2 separate regions of the Mus musculus genome follow, and region 1 is linked to region 2. Evidence: chromatin contacts called from public Hi-C data. All regions are on one chromosome and are shown on one strand. Each heading gives the region's core, a stretch centred on a gene start, on an enhancer-like site or on the middle of the called end of the contact. The rest is flanking DNA. Distances are from core to core; before and after follow the strand shown.

Region 1 (3,644 bases), core at 286-2,785, 2.9 Mb before region 2:
ATGTTGGAAATAATGTTATTTTCTTTTGGGATTGGGGTGGGGTGGAGGTGTTCAGTTAGTGGTACTTTCCTAAGAGTATGGGTGTGGTCTAGATTATTACTCTGAAAATGCAATCTTTAAGTCATTTAGATGTGATATTTCTCACTAGCATGATACCAAGACTGAATACAATGCCTTCCCAAACAACCCAGAACCAACAACAGCAAACTCAAAGGCTGATTATTCATTTATACTAAAACATTACACATTGCTTTCAAGATATTACATTATTTTCTTTGGCTGATTGCTTTGGTTTTGCAATTGTAAAAGAGGAACACATCTTTCACAATCACTTAAACTTTGATGTCAACTAAAAGGGAAAAAAATGCGTCAACCAGTAAGCGAGGCTTAGCATTTAAAATAAAAACACTCGTGGTCGCAAGTGCTACGTAGAATCTATGACTTGGGTAACTGCAGGCAGGTTAGCAAAATATATTCTGCAACTCAAAGTTAGGTTTGATATTATTTAAGCCTCCTCTTAGTTAGACATGCCTTTGAATGACTACCTTATGTGCTCACTAACATGGGTAATAATCAGGGCAGACCAAAATACCCAGGATAAGTCATATTCCAGGAAGTAACTCAAAATGAGAGGAAAAAATGAAGCCACATTAGGTAGCCAGGGGTAAGTCTAGGAAAAGTGAAAATACAAGTGTGCCTTCCCTTCCCTCTGAACCCACAGTGAAAATCGTTTATAGGAAGGCAACAAAATCTCCTTATAATGAAGTACATGGTGACAGCTTTGACATCTTTTTCTTTAGAAGATGAACTTGTGTTTAACAGGAATAAATATTATATAACTAGAAGGTCCTTTTTCTTTTTTTTAAGCAGACTGTCAAAAGGCTTAAGCCGAATGCACAGGAAGGGCTAAGAGGGCTGTGGAGGTGTGTCCTTTCAACCCATCAATACACTAAACTAACAAACGTGGGGGGAAAACAGATTAGGGATTGCACCTGGAAAGAAAGCCACAGCTAACCATTCACATTGAAATTTCCACATCCTCAAAATGATAAATTATGTCCATAGAGACAAAATTACACCCACACAACATTAGTCTCTCTCTCTCTCTCTCTCTCTCTCTCTCTCTCTCTCTCTCCTCCTCCTCCTCTTCCTTTTCCTTTTCCTCCTCCTCCCAGCCCACCCCCACCCCTTGCAACTATAATAGATTTTCTTCCTTGAAGAAGCCCACCTGGATTTCACCCCCAGTTACCTTGGATCTGTGGGCTCAGGATGATAGTTCCAGAGGATCCCCTGAGCTGCCACATAGAACTGCCTTAGTTGCGCGGCCTCTGCCTGGTGGCTGCCCCAGCCCGCCCAGCGGGTTCCCAGAACCACCAGGAGGAAGAAGCACGGGCAGACTAGGAGCATGGCCCTTGTCCTGCCGCGCGCTGCCACCACCGACAGTGCTCAGTGCTCTGTCCCTGTTGCGCGCTGATCTGTCTCCCTGGAGGACTAAGAAGCTGCAGGGCACAGTGAGTGTCCCTGTCCCCTGTGGTGGCTGTCTAACCCTACCTCCCTCTATGCCTAGTGTAGGCAGGGGCTTGTTGAGGTCACTCCCCCCTGTGGCCACAGGCATTTACTAGAGAGAATGCCAGACAAGGAATGTAGAGGGAAAGGAAGGGCAAGCCTGCTGGAGGTTATGGCTCTGGAGCAGTGCCCAAGGGTCTCCGCCCCATCACAAAGCAGCATTTCCCCCACTTCAACGTAGGTGGGAGCAGCAATCCCACTTAACCTGCGCGGGTGGAGGTGGGGGGATGGGGTAGGGGTTCAAAGTTTAGGCTTGTCAGCTGATTTCTGCAAGCCTTAGTAAGACCCAACACCCATCCTCAGATCCCAGGAAAATGGCACTGCACAGTAACCAGAAAACAGCCTCAGGACAGGTCCACCAACAGGTTAGCAGTCTGAATCTCTTAGGACAGACCGCTTGGTAAGGGCTTGTCACCAGCTCAAGTGTAGCCGAGACCAGGGTTTAGAGAACTCATTTGAGATAGTCAGTAGCTGTGTGGTCTGGGGCCAACTATGTCTTTAGAAATACTTTTGACATCTGTAAAATAAGAATGGCAATTCTAGTTTTCCTTGATCTTATTATTGGGAGGGGACAAACTGTTGTAAACTGGACAGTCCCCAGGGCCTAGGTAGCTACAGTCTATGATCTTGTCTTTGCTCGTTCTCCTGTATCCTTGGCATGGTGTTTTAGATTTTATTTTTCTGTTGGTGGCAAAGCTGAGAATTATGCCTGAATCAGCAGGATGGCCTGCCCTGAATTCTCCAGAACTTTGTCTCTGCTCAGACTTTCTGCTTCCAGCACATCCAGTAAATTGTGATCTGGTACCATCCAGGTTCCGCAGCAGCCTCTCCCTCTCCCTCCCCCTGCCCCACCCCTCCCCCTTCCCTTCCTTCTCCCCTCCCCCCAACTCCTGCTTCTGTTTCTTTGCTGATCACATCACTGATATTCTTCAGTCAGTTTATAATGCCCCTTCTTGAGTCAGGCATGATGGCACATGCCTGTAATCCCAGCACACGAGGGCTAGAAGCAGGGGAATGTGAGTTTGAGGCCTGAGATCAGCCTAAGCTACGCAGTGAGACCATGTACTGAAAAGTAATTAATTAGCAGATGTGTGCACACATAACTACACTAGGAAGAATGCTCACACGGATTTCCTTCCCTTTCTGCTTCCCTGCTCTTTAAAGTCAGAATTTCTGCCATTGTCTCTGATTCTGGGTTCCAGTTGACTTTTCCGTTTCATGAACTTAATCTGCTCAGATTATATACTCCTTTTGCTAACCTTTCATTAGGTTTTCAAGATGCCCTTGTATCTGTGGCTAGATTATGATCTATTCAAGAGCAGGGATGATGTCTTATACTCCTGATCCACAGTTCCAGGAGTTTCCAAAATGCAAATTCGGACACAAGAGACATGGTTGAGATCTATGGTCCTATAATATCTAGCCTAGTATCTGTCTATCTGTCTGTCTCTCTGTTTGTCTCTGTCTCTCTCCACACACACACACACACACACACACACACACACACACACACACAGACACACACACACACACACACACACACACCAAATTAGATGCTATTGACAATGTAAGAAAAAAAAAGCAGCAGGTCTCTAAATTACTTTCTTCCCTTTTCCCCCAAATCATTGCAACTTTTCCAAGGACAGCTTTACTGCCCTTGCTTGCTTGTCTGCTTATGTGTCCAGGCTACATGGTGACCAATGGATCTCATTACAGCTCAGCAAAGCAACTGCAGTTTTTGACTCCTTAATGTTTGCATCAATTACAGACAAGCCATATGTAATTTTCAGTGACTTATTTATTAAATATGTGCATTAAATTACATATAAAACAATATCTGTTCTTTCCTGCAGAACAGTAATTGCAAAGAGGACCTTTTTCTGCTCCTCTGACTTTTGTTTTTGTTTTTTTCCTCTGTGGTCAGGGGATATACGACATACATTTGTGCTTTCACTGGAAGGTCCAGCTGTCATTTAGAGGGTTGTAACTGTGACCACATTGGTGGTAGACAAAGTGCTATACACAGAACTTATTGAACAAAACACAAAGAGCTTGACATTTGGGGAAGTTGAGTTATT
Region 2 (3,860 bases), core at 720-3,219:
ACTGTGTTGTCAAAAATGTTAATCTCAACTGGGCAGTGGCGCACACCTTTGATCACACAGGGAGGCAGATCTCTGTGAGCTGGAGACCAGCCCGGTTTACAGATCATATTCCAGAACAGCCAGTGATACACAAAGAAATCCTGTCTTGAAAAACAATCAAGCAAACAGACATGTTAATCTCTACCTTTAAAGAATTCCAACTTTTGCCAAGGCTAGAGCACGGTTACTAAATCACCACCAGCAGGCTACTTCTGGCACTATAGATTGGAATAGGTGTTTATCTTACTATACTCGCTTAGTTTAAAGTGGTGGCTATGTAATTATGCCTTTGATAGAGATCAGCCACTTTGAGTCTGCATCCAGTCTCTTTATTGTGGTGTATCTGATTTTTAGCCCATCTTTGCAACACTGCTTATAGTTCCTTAAGGTCAAGCTACCCTGCTTCCCTACTGTGAAAATACATAATAAATAAAGTGAAGATACGTGCTTTCAAAACAGAAGGGTGGAGTCAAGCTAGAGATTAAGTTACCTTAACTTTAAAACGCATGGCAGTAATCTCTGTGAAGCAGGCAAGACCAGTATGCATGCAGACACAAAGACAGGGCTTATCACCATGATGAAAACGCAGGGTACAGTGGGTCGCTGCACTCAGCACCGCCACACGCTTTCCTTTAAATCCGTTGAGTCTGTTCCAGAGGATTCCTCACACCGAACAACAAACACTCACAGCTCCCCTGTCCATATCACCTTACATGATATCATAACTGCACTTTTCCTGTAAGAGCTGGGACTATGTCTCACATCAGGCCTCGCACGGTGTCTAGCTAGCAATAAGGAAAGTGAGAGTTACTGCGTGAATTGTGTCATCTAATAATAGCTACCACTCTGAGAGCACCTGCCATGTTCTAAGTAGTCTACTGTCCTGCAGGCTTCCCCAGGCTGGGCCACACAATCTGAAGCTGACCTCCAGGTAGCCTCACTTAACTTACATAAACTCGCTTTAGTTTCTCCAGCTAGGACTCGGGGCTTTCTAATACATTGTCCTCCACCACACCTTAGCGCTGGCGATTGGACCTAGGGCCTCCCACACTCCAGTCAAGCATCCTGCCGCACACCTGCTTCCTCATTCCCCTTTATTTTGAGACAGACTCTAAGTTCCCCAGGTTGGCCTTGAACTTCCTCTGTAGCTCAGAATTTACAGTCCTTCTCCTTTCTCCAGAGTAGTTGGGGTTTCTGGTTTGCGATCACCAGGCTGAGCTTCTAACAGATTCTGGTTTCTGTGCAGAATGTCTGCCATCTGTCTCTAATAAGGGCAGGCATCTTTCTCCACTTTGTGCTTAGGAAATAGGAAGTCAGTGGATCAAAATGTCCCATTTCTTCAGGTGGGAATTCACTTGCATACACTCGATCTCAAGAAGCCTGTTGTGAAACCTATATTTAAACTTTAGGAATAATGTGTTGAGCATTTTATAAGGAACTCCAGGAATGGGGAGGCAAAATTTAAAAAAAAAAAAAAACGGTTCTTTCCATTGCCCTCTTATTGACATTGGTACAGAATGTTTGCTGCAATAAGAAAGCCACTTCCTCTGACTTAGCCCACGTCACAAGTCTGGTTCTTGCCACATCCTGAAAAACTTCTGAAACCCAGGTTGGCTGAGTAGTCAGTCATTCAGCCAACTACTAGATGCTCATAGTAAAAGAGGGCTATACCCCAAGACCTCTAAATTGTAAGTCCAACAGGGGTGAGAATGTCAGAGGATTTGCGCTAATTCCGCCTTCTCCTAGAGCATCTTTGCAGAGCCGCCAGATCTACAAGTCCCCGCAATTCTCGGTCTTGCGCTTCCTTCCTATTGCACGTGGCCTTCTTTAGCTCCAGAATCTCCCTTGCCTGCAAGCTCCACGTGAAGAACCGCAGCCGCCAGACTCGCGGTCGCCCCACCCCGCCCCAGCCCCGCCCCAGCCCCGCCCACTCGGCCAGCACTGATCTAGGTCTCCGCAGGAGCCCGCCCGCTGCTCACTGCTGCGGCTGCGCCTCCTTGTTCTCAGCGTCACCACTGCCGCCATGCCCGGAGGGTTGCTTCTCGGGGACGAAGCCCCCAACTTTGAGGCCAATACCACCATCGGCCGCATCCGCTTCCACGATTTCCTGGGAGATTCGTAAGTGGCCACCGCGTTGCCCTGCCAGGTGACGGGTCCCCAGAGCTACCTGCCTCGCTTCTTTCCGGGTTGCGCTCGGCCGCGGCGGGTCTCTGGCTTAGCCCCTCACCGGTTCCCGCACGTGCCCGCCGCCGGGGTCCTGCCGAGCATCACCGGGCATTGCTGGGGACCTGCGACCTCTGCCCGGCCCTACGCCGATCAGCGGATCCTTCCCTGACCCAGCGTGGCTGGCCTGGCATGGGAAAGGAGGTCCTTGCCGAGGACGGTTTGTTGTCTGTTTAACCTGGTTTTGTAAACAGTGTTGGGTTTGTGTCGGGGTCGATCTGAAAGCCCAGGGGAGGTGGGGCAGGGTTGCTCGGTGTTTGAGGTCATTTCCCGGGACGCTTGCCCAGGGTCGCACTGCCCGCCCTCCTGCCGCTCTAGAAGTTGTACCTTGCGGAAGGTGGGTGCCTAAGGTCAAAGTTAGAGCACACAGCCACAAATTAAGGGCTGTCCCGACGTTATCTGGGTTCCTCTTAACTTCGGGGAGTGTTTGCGGACTTCTGAATTAAAAAACAAAACAAAACTACGGTGCCAAGTAAGTAGCCAAAAGACTTTTTGTCCAGAGCCTCCTTCAGAGGTCAAAAATAAGATTATATGTAACAGCTTTGGGAGCACCCAGAAACACTCTGTAGGCGTGACCGTGATTCTAGAAGAAGCAATGCTTTGAGGGAAAGGCTGCGACCATTTTGCCACTCTAGGCCATTCCAAGGCTAGGACACGTGTGCCTCCCCACTTGGAGACTCTTTTGTTTCCCAGTGGTCCCCTCCCCCTCTGCTTTGCATCAGCGCCTGGCCTTGCTGCTGATAACAACAGTGGTGGCCACAGTGGCTAGGTATGCACCGATTTTGTCTTAGTTTTACAGCTCCTGAATGCACACATTGTAAGATGCTTAGTTTCAGTCCGCTTTTTGCATACGCGTCAGGCTATGTTGTGGTTCTGGAGTTTCAGTGCCCAATGACACTGAATAAACAAACTCTTGGGTCTGTCTGTGTCCTTTTCGTATCTAGTATGTATGTATGTATGTATGTATGTATGTATGTATGTATGTATGTACGTGAGGACAGAGCAGTTTATGAAACTACTCCGTGACCAGGCAGGAAAGGAAGCATTAGAGAATCTTTCCTGAGGTGAGTTTGGCTCCTCCTGACTAAGGGGAAGCAGAGCTTTTAAAAGAGAAAGGTAGACTAGAAGAAGTAGCAAATGGAACCCTCAGGCCTTGCAGGAGAAAAGTCTAAAAATAAGCATGCCAGCCAGACTCATCACTCAAAATCTAGTGTTAATATTTATCCAAGACTGCCAACGATTTACACAGTGTTCCTTCCCATTCCTGTCTGCAGCCCACACCCCCAGGAAATGTGAGGGCTTGCTGGAGCGCTTCATCTGTAAGGATGAGAGATAAATATGAATCTAAAGCGCGTGTGCTGTGAAGATAGCCACACTATAGAGTCGGGGGCGGGAATCTTAGGGATTGTTTATTGATCTAGATCTGGATGCAACTGTTTTATTCCAGCTGCTGAGGAGACAGTTGGGAAGATCCTAACTTCAAGGCCAAGCCAACTTAGTGAGGCTTTGTCCCTAAATAGCAACTAAATAAGCAGATGAAGTGGCATCTTAAGATGAGGTAAATTTATGAACAAACATAAGTCATGATACGCCTGCAA

The links. A called contact is a pair of places that touch in the nucleus more often than the background predicts.
Region 1: a contact with region 2 is called in a Hi-C map of liver, with 3 times the contacts expected there. The contact joins the promoter of F5 here to the promoter of Prdx6 in region 2. A contact is called at or near these places in 1 of 484 Hi-C or Micro-C datasets (liver) and 2 of 9 other capture datasets (liver and pancreatic islet).

Annotation. Positions count from the first base shown.
Region 1 is chr1:164,149,726-164,153,369 of GRCm38.p6, reverse strand. F5 (coagulation factor V) reads right to left here and starts at 1,535. Exons shown (of 25, transcript NM_007976.3): 1 at 1,250-1,535. The coding sequence starts at 1,407. It overlaps Gm16548 (predicted gene 16548), which reads left to right and starts at 1,153. Exons shown (of 3, transcript NR_037987.1): 1 at 1,153-1,511. Selp (selectin, platelet) reads right to left here. Exons shown (of 16, transcript NM_011347.2): 16 at 3,344-3,644.
Region 2 is chr1:161,249,319-161,253,178 of GRCm38.p6, reverse strand. Prdx6 (peroxiredoxin 6) reads left to right here and starts at 1,969. Exons shown (of 5, transcript NM_007453.4): 1 at 1,969-2,157. The coding sequence starts at 2,063.